2 separate regions of the Ovis aries genome follow, and region 2 is linked to region 1. Evidence: chromatin contacts called from public Hi-C data. All regions are on one chromosome and are shown on one strand. Each heading gives the region's core, a stretch centred on a gene start, on an enhancer-like site or on the middle of the called end of the contact. The rest is flanking DNA. Distances are from core to core; before and after follow the strand shown. Region 1 overlaps TRPM3 (transient receptor potential cation channel subfamily M member 3). Region 2 has its middle 50 kb from the start of KLF9.

What was found. Hi-C and Micro-C count contacts between places; a contact is called where the count stands out from the background.
Region 2: a Hi-C map of hypothalamus shows a contact between it and region 1, with 3 times the contacts expected there. The contact joins two enhancer-like sites. A contact is called at or near these places in 2 of 16 Hi-C or Micro-C datasets (hypothalamus and tail adipose tissue).

The regions. Positions count from the first base shown.
Region 1 is chr2:66,064,108-66,067,301 of ARS-UI_Ramb_v3.0, forward strand. All of the region lies in intron 20 of TRPM3 (transient receptor potential cation channel subfamily M member 3), which reads left to right. Among named protein-coding and RNA genes, the nearest start is that of KLF9, 170 kb to the right of the region's middle. Within about 2 kb of position 1,629, at least 35 of the 54 cell types and tissues checked have an H3K27ac peak or open chromatin away from gene starts, as enhancers often do. A contact at or near this core is called in hypothalamus and tail adipose tissue, where this site is marked.
Region 2 is chr2:66,186,052-66,189,245 of ARS-UI_Ramb_v3.0, forward strand. No RefSeq gene overlaps it. Among named protein-coding and RNA genes, the nearest start is that of KLF9, 50 kb to the right of the region's middle. Within about 2 kb of position 1,635, at least 32 of the 54 cell types and tissues checked have an H3K27ac peak or open chromatin away from gene starts, as enhancers often do. A contact at or near this core is called in hypothalamus and tail adipose tissue, where this site is marked.

The sequences.
Region 1 (3,194 bases), core at 379-2,878:
CTGGGAGGCTTCAGTGTATGTTTATAAGATTGTCACTTCACGTAAGCTTGAGATCTAATCTATATTTTCTAGAGCATCACTCTTGCCCCAAGAAACTTCCAGTTTTCTTCAACACTGTTTACACCTCTCTTTCCTCATCTTGATAAATGTGACTTTTAAATTTTTTTCTACTTAAACTGTTTTTAATCTTTGAATTTTCCACTTTTAATTCCCATTGCAGCCCCTTACTTGGGGTCTTTCGGGACCCAGTCTACCAATACCTATGATTCTGCAAATGCATTTCAGCAGCTCCAGGAAGAACTATGCCTTTATTAATTTATTCCCTGGCCTATTCCTTCTCAACATTTATTATCCCCTTGCTGGGCAATAGCCTCTCTACCAGCCCTCGGCAAAATGAGCATATTTCTTGTCCTTCAGGTTGAGGGTATGGGTCTCTCTCTTCTCCCTCACCGCATCACATTAAAGAAGCCATCAAAATGCCCCCCTCTTGTGACACTTGAATTCAAGGCTAACCTTGGGCCAGCAGATTCAGAGCCTTTATACTAAATGCAGTCAAGCAGTCGTCCACCAGAGGGCTCTGCAACCCCGTCCAACAGGCTCCCAGAGCTGGTTCCCAAGTCCACAGGGATGGCAGGCTTGTGCAATGAGATTCCTCTGCATTTCCCCCTGAAACTAGTCAGCTGGCGAGGCTTTTTCTGGAAGAATTACTCCCTGTCAAGTCCACTGCATTCTCAAGAGCTCTACTTGCTGTACTATAGTCAGTGGGAAAATATATTGGGCTCCACAGAAAAAATAATTCCTACAAACCCACAAATTCACACTTGCCTTCATTACTGCTGCTTGCTGCTAAATTGCTTCAGTTATTCCGACTCTTTGCGACCCCATGGACTGTAACCCGCCAGGCTCCTCTGTCCATGGGATTCTCCAGGCAAGAATATACTGGAGTGGGTTGCTATGCCTCCTTCAGGGGATCTTCCCAACCCAGGGATCGAACCCATATCTGTTATGTCTCCTGAATTGGCAGGTGGGTTCTTTACCACTAGCGCCACCTGGGAAATCCCTGCTTTCATTACTAAGTCAGGTTAAAAGGGCCTTACTATCAGGGCTAAAATGTTCTCCTCCAAGAAAAAGTAGGATCATTTTTTAAAATATGTGTAAATGGTTAAGAGCCCTTCCCTTGGGTTTTTAAACTACCTTGGGATATTTAAATTCTAGCCATCACATCCCTATTTTGAGAGTCCCATTTTATAAGGAACAGGATTTTTATTGTTGTTAATGGATGCCTGTCTGCTCTCAGGCTTTCCCATCCATAATGCCTTCCACTTCCTGACCAGTGTTGTGTATTCCCCATTTGTAGACTGAAAACAGTAATAAATTCGCTGTGGTCTTTGTGTAGCTCTCTGAGAACTGAGGCTGCTACTGCTAAGGGCTCTGTTGCTGTGAAGAGCCAGCTCGCTGGCTTTGTGATTTAAAGCCTTAGATGCATATTCCTTCCCCATGATAAGCAGAAAAGGGAAAGGCTAGAGCAGGGAGACTGGAATCTCTCCAGGGACTAGACTAGAAGAAGACAGGGAGCAGTCTGTACTCCACGGACTGTTCTGGAAGAAGCTGCCAAGCCGGCGGGCTGCCAGGAATCTCCAGGCTGGCTATCCATTTCTCCTGAGGCGGCATATAACAGCAGGGAGGGCAGAGCCTGGAGCCCGGGGTCAGCAGGGGGTCAACCAAGAGCCCTTGTTTCCAAGGCAGCTGTGGGACGGGAGGCACTGACCACCTAAGTATCTGACCTTTTCCTCTCCGGCCCCGTGAGGTTGCCCCTCGCCCCACATGCCTGAATCCACTAAAGAAATCCTCGGGCGCCAAGGGTCCCGCCTTGAGCCGCCTCACAGTCAGCACGGGCCCTGCAGACCTCAGACGCAAGAGCCTGGAAACAGGGAAAATCTGTAGGCTTCTGTGCCTCCAGGGACCTACAAGGAGGGCTTTGTGGTTTCACATTCTGCCAACCCCTTCCCGGCAACACATTCTTCTGCACGGAGTCAGCCCAGCGAGCCGGGTGATCCTGTAACAGCACGTAACTGCTGCTCCGTGCGGGTGCTCATCCTCCTGCTGGGGCCTCCTCCGGCCACTTGTAAGGTAGATGACGCGGCTGTGAGGGCGTCCCTCTCCACAGCTGAGGGAACTAAGACTCGGGGATTGAGCAAATTCTCTGCATCCCACAGCTACGAAAGAGAGCTGGGTCTTAAACCAGACTGACCCGGCCTTAGGCCCACCCTGCCCGTGGTTACACACTGGGACGCTCCCTGGATCCCAGGGATCCTAAGAGAGGCCTCACCTTATGCACTCTGCTTTTATCTGTTTCTACGTTGAGATTTCACAAAGATACTTTCACTGTTTTTAAAAAAATATTTTGCTACAAACCTTAGAGTATGGACCAACGGTTAGAGAAACTCTTAATTTAAGACATTCCCAAACCCCTTAGGACACCTACGGGAGCACACACACTGATTTTTGTCTCGTTAGGATGGATGGGGAGCCATCAGGACAACAACTGCAACAGGAATTCCTCAAGGGCAGGACAGTGACTCCAACCTGTGGTCAGCAGCCTGACTGGGAACTTTTAGAAATGTAAATCCTCAGGCATATTAAAGCAGAAACTCCAAGGGTGGGGCTTAGGCAACTGCTTTCACCAGCCCTCCAGGTGATTCCAATGCATACTGAGGGCTAGGGGGTTAGGAATGAGGTACTAGAAGAATGAAGCTACCAGGTAGCTCCTGGTATCTTGTTCAGCCTTTCAAGCTCCAGTCTTGACTTACTAAGACCACCCTTCCTTACACTTCAGGCCAAGGCAAGCTACTAAAGTCATTGTGAAGATTCAGATCAATAGCTGCAGATTAAACCTGTCCCATCTTTGCACTCCCTTCTTTGAGAGATCCTGAACTGGGAAAGGGGTGGGTCATGGCTTGAAGAGGTGGAAATCTCAGAGGTAAACACAAATGATTCATAAAGGTAGCCCTGCTACGTAGCTTCACGAGGTTCCTCACACCCTGTGGTACAGAATGGGTGGCAATTCCTGCTATCCAGCTGTGCATTTCATAGAGTGTGGAGCAGCAAAAAGTCCCCTCTGGATTTAAGATAAGTCAGAATACCACCCAGCAGTTAAGATATACAAGGGAGTGGACAGTTACTATGGAGTATCT
Region 2 (3,194 bases), core at 385-2,884, 120 kb after region 1:
TTTATACACTGAGCAAGCTATACATCATGAGAAATGCTGCGCTGGGCTAAATGAGTTACAAGCTGGAATCAAGACAGCTGGGAGAAACATCAACAACCTCAGATAAGCAGATGATACCACTCCACTGGCAGAAGGTGAAGAGGAACTAAAGAGCCTCTTGATAAGGGTGAAGGAAGAGAGTGAGAGTCGGCTTGAAACTAAATATTAAAACACTAAGATCATGGAAGCCAGTCCCATTCCCAGTATTCCCAGTGTTAGTCATACAGTCGTGTCTGACTCTTTGTGACCCCATGGACTGTAGCCCGCTAGGCTCCTCTGTCCATGGAATTCTCTGGGCAAGAATACTGGAGTGGGTTGCCATTCCCTTCTCCAGATCTTCCCAACCTAGGAATCGAACCTGGGTTTCCTGCATTGCAAGCAGATTCTTTACAGCCTGAACCACTAGGGAAGCCCTCCGGCCCCATTACCTCATGGCAAATAGAAGGGGGAAAGGTGGAAGTAGTGACAGATTTCCCCTTCTTGGGCTCCAAAATCACTGCGGATGGTGACTGCAGCCGTGAAATCAGAAGACATTTGCTTCTTGGCAGGAAAGCTAATGACAAACCTAGACAATGTGTTGAAAAGCAGAGACATTACTCTGCCAACAAAGGTGCGTATAGCCAAGGCTGTGGTCTTCCCAGTGGTCATGAACAGTTGTGAGAGCCGAACCATAAAGACGGCAGAGTGCTGAAGAATTGATGCCTTCGAACTGTGGTGTCAGAGAACACTCTTGAGAGTCCCTTGGACAGCAAGGAGATCAAACTAGTCAATCTTAAGGGAAATCAACTCTGAATACTCGTTGGAAGGACTGGTGCTGAAGCTGAAACTCCGGTATTTTGGTCATCAGATGCGAACAGCTGACTCATTGGAAAAGTCCCTGATGCTGGGAAAGATTGAGGGCAGAAGAAGAGGGCATCAGAGGATGAATGGCTGGATGGCATTCTGATGCAATGGACATGAACTTGGACAAACTTAGGGAGATTACTACCTTCAGGAGGTACAGAGAGGCCTGCTGTGCTGCAGTCCATGGGGTTGCAAAGAGTCGGACATGACTGAGCGACTCAACAACATCTAACCACCTAAAACCCTTATACTGTCAATTTCCTCAGGACATTGAGTAAATTGGGGACCACTGTTGGAAACCTGAAAGAAATCCACACACTGGAGGCCTTTCCTTTCCCTACAGGAAAATGTCTTTTGCTGTATTTTTGTCCCTTGAATGCCTTAGAGGGAAAAAAGAAAGGAAGAAAGAAAGAAATCCAGGAGAGCTGGTGGCAGACTTGTTCCTTTCCAGTGTGGAAGCCGGAGCACTGACTCAGAGAAAGGACATCGCAGGCATTTTGTTCTTCCAAGAATTGTAATGCTTGGGATTTTTAATTTCGAGCAGTGAAAAGCAAATGATCAGGGCCAAAATCAGAGAGAACACAACGATTTCAACAATTTGGGGGTTATCTTCCCTGTTTTTTCCCCTCTGTGTCTGTATGGTTCCTCAAACAAAGTGGGTTGGAAAAGTTCAAGCTTAGTTCACAGTAGAGAACATTCTGTACTCTGCACAACAGGCTGGGCTGCTCTCTGTAAAACAAAATCAACAGCATGATCTCAGCCACCGCGGCGGCAGGCACCACGCCGCCAGCCCACAGCCCCAGCGATTGAATAGACCGGCTGTCAAAGGCGCCCCGTGGACAGGACACGAGGAAGGCCCAGTGGCATATGCATGCACCACACACACACACACACACACACACACACACATGACTTTCTGCCCAGTTGTTACTTCACACACACACATACAACTTTCTGCCCCATTGTTACTTCTTCTCCCCAGAGGGTCAAGGAAGTTGTTTGGATATTTCTTTTTGGAGAGTTATTACAGCTGAAACATTTCCAAGGAAACAGCCCCCAGATGTACACTTCTGCTCTGGCATTGATTGGAGCTTTTTAGCCTGTTAGGATGTTACTGTAATCAAAGGACAGCATCAACACATCACTGCCTCCCTACTAAGGGAAAGGGAGATGAGAAAAGAAAAGAGTCAAGTTGGTGTTTTCACCCTTCCTCCACCCCCTCAGCTTTTCAGTTTACTTCTGGATTCACAGCCTTTGCTGCTTTTGTCTAGAATGTAGCATGCATGTAATTCAGTAAATATTTGTTGAGTGCATGTTTGGTGCCAGGTTCATAGTAAAATAATACCTATAACAGGGTTATTCTTGTGAAGTGAAAACCTGGCCTTGAAGCCAGGCAGTGGAGGAGGAAAAGAGACTGAGGGCTTCCCTGGTGGCTCAGCTGGTAAAGAATCCACTTGTAATGTAGGAGACCTGGGTTCGATCCCTGGGTTGGGAAGATCCCCTGGAGAAGGGAAAAGCTACCCACTCCAGTATTCTGGCCTGGAGAATTCCATGGACTGTATAGTCCATGGGGTCGCAAAGAGTTGGACACGACTGAGCGAATTTCACTTCGCTTCACTTCACCAGTGGAAGGGGAGAGGGAAAGGAAGGGGGTTCTCCAGGAGGGTTGAGAGATTAAGGTACTACAAGGCCCCAGGCACAGGTGAGCGAGCTTCAGGAAGACAAAGCAGACATCTGGAATGGGGCTGCCAGCCCAGTGCTCCTTCCATGCTGAATTCAAGCTTGTTTGCTCTAAGAAGAAATAGCAAGAATACACAACTGCCCGCAGCAGGGAGTGAGTGGAATTGCTGCCCCAGGACTTCTTTAAAGTCACCCTTTCTGCAGCTGCTGCAGGACCCAGAGACTGGAGATAGGGTGGGGTTGGGGACAGGGCGTGTGGAGACATGGCAAGTGAAAAAGCAGAAGCTTTTTGCCTGGGGGGCTTGGAATCTTGGCTTACTGTGTGGCCTCAGATGAGGTTCTCAGACTCTGTGCCTGTGAGTCTCTCCAGCTGTGCCCTCCCACAGCTGTTAACTGGGATGAGAAACCCCTGTTTCTTAGGACTATTGACTATTGTTATTACTAATACATAGTAAGTTCTGTTCAGAGAGGGCTGTTAACCAGGGCATCAGTTAAGAATTCCCACCAGTGTGTCCTCTCAGATGTTTTCACGCCCACCTAGTTCACAGCTTACTGGCTTCCTGGGTGTCTGCTGTGCACCTTCACTCAGCATCAAGCTCTGTGCAAGGCAAGACGACAGGCGTCGGACCAAC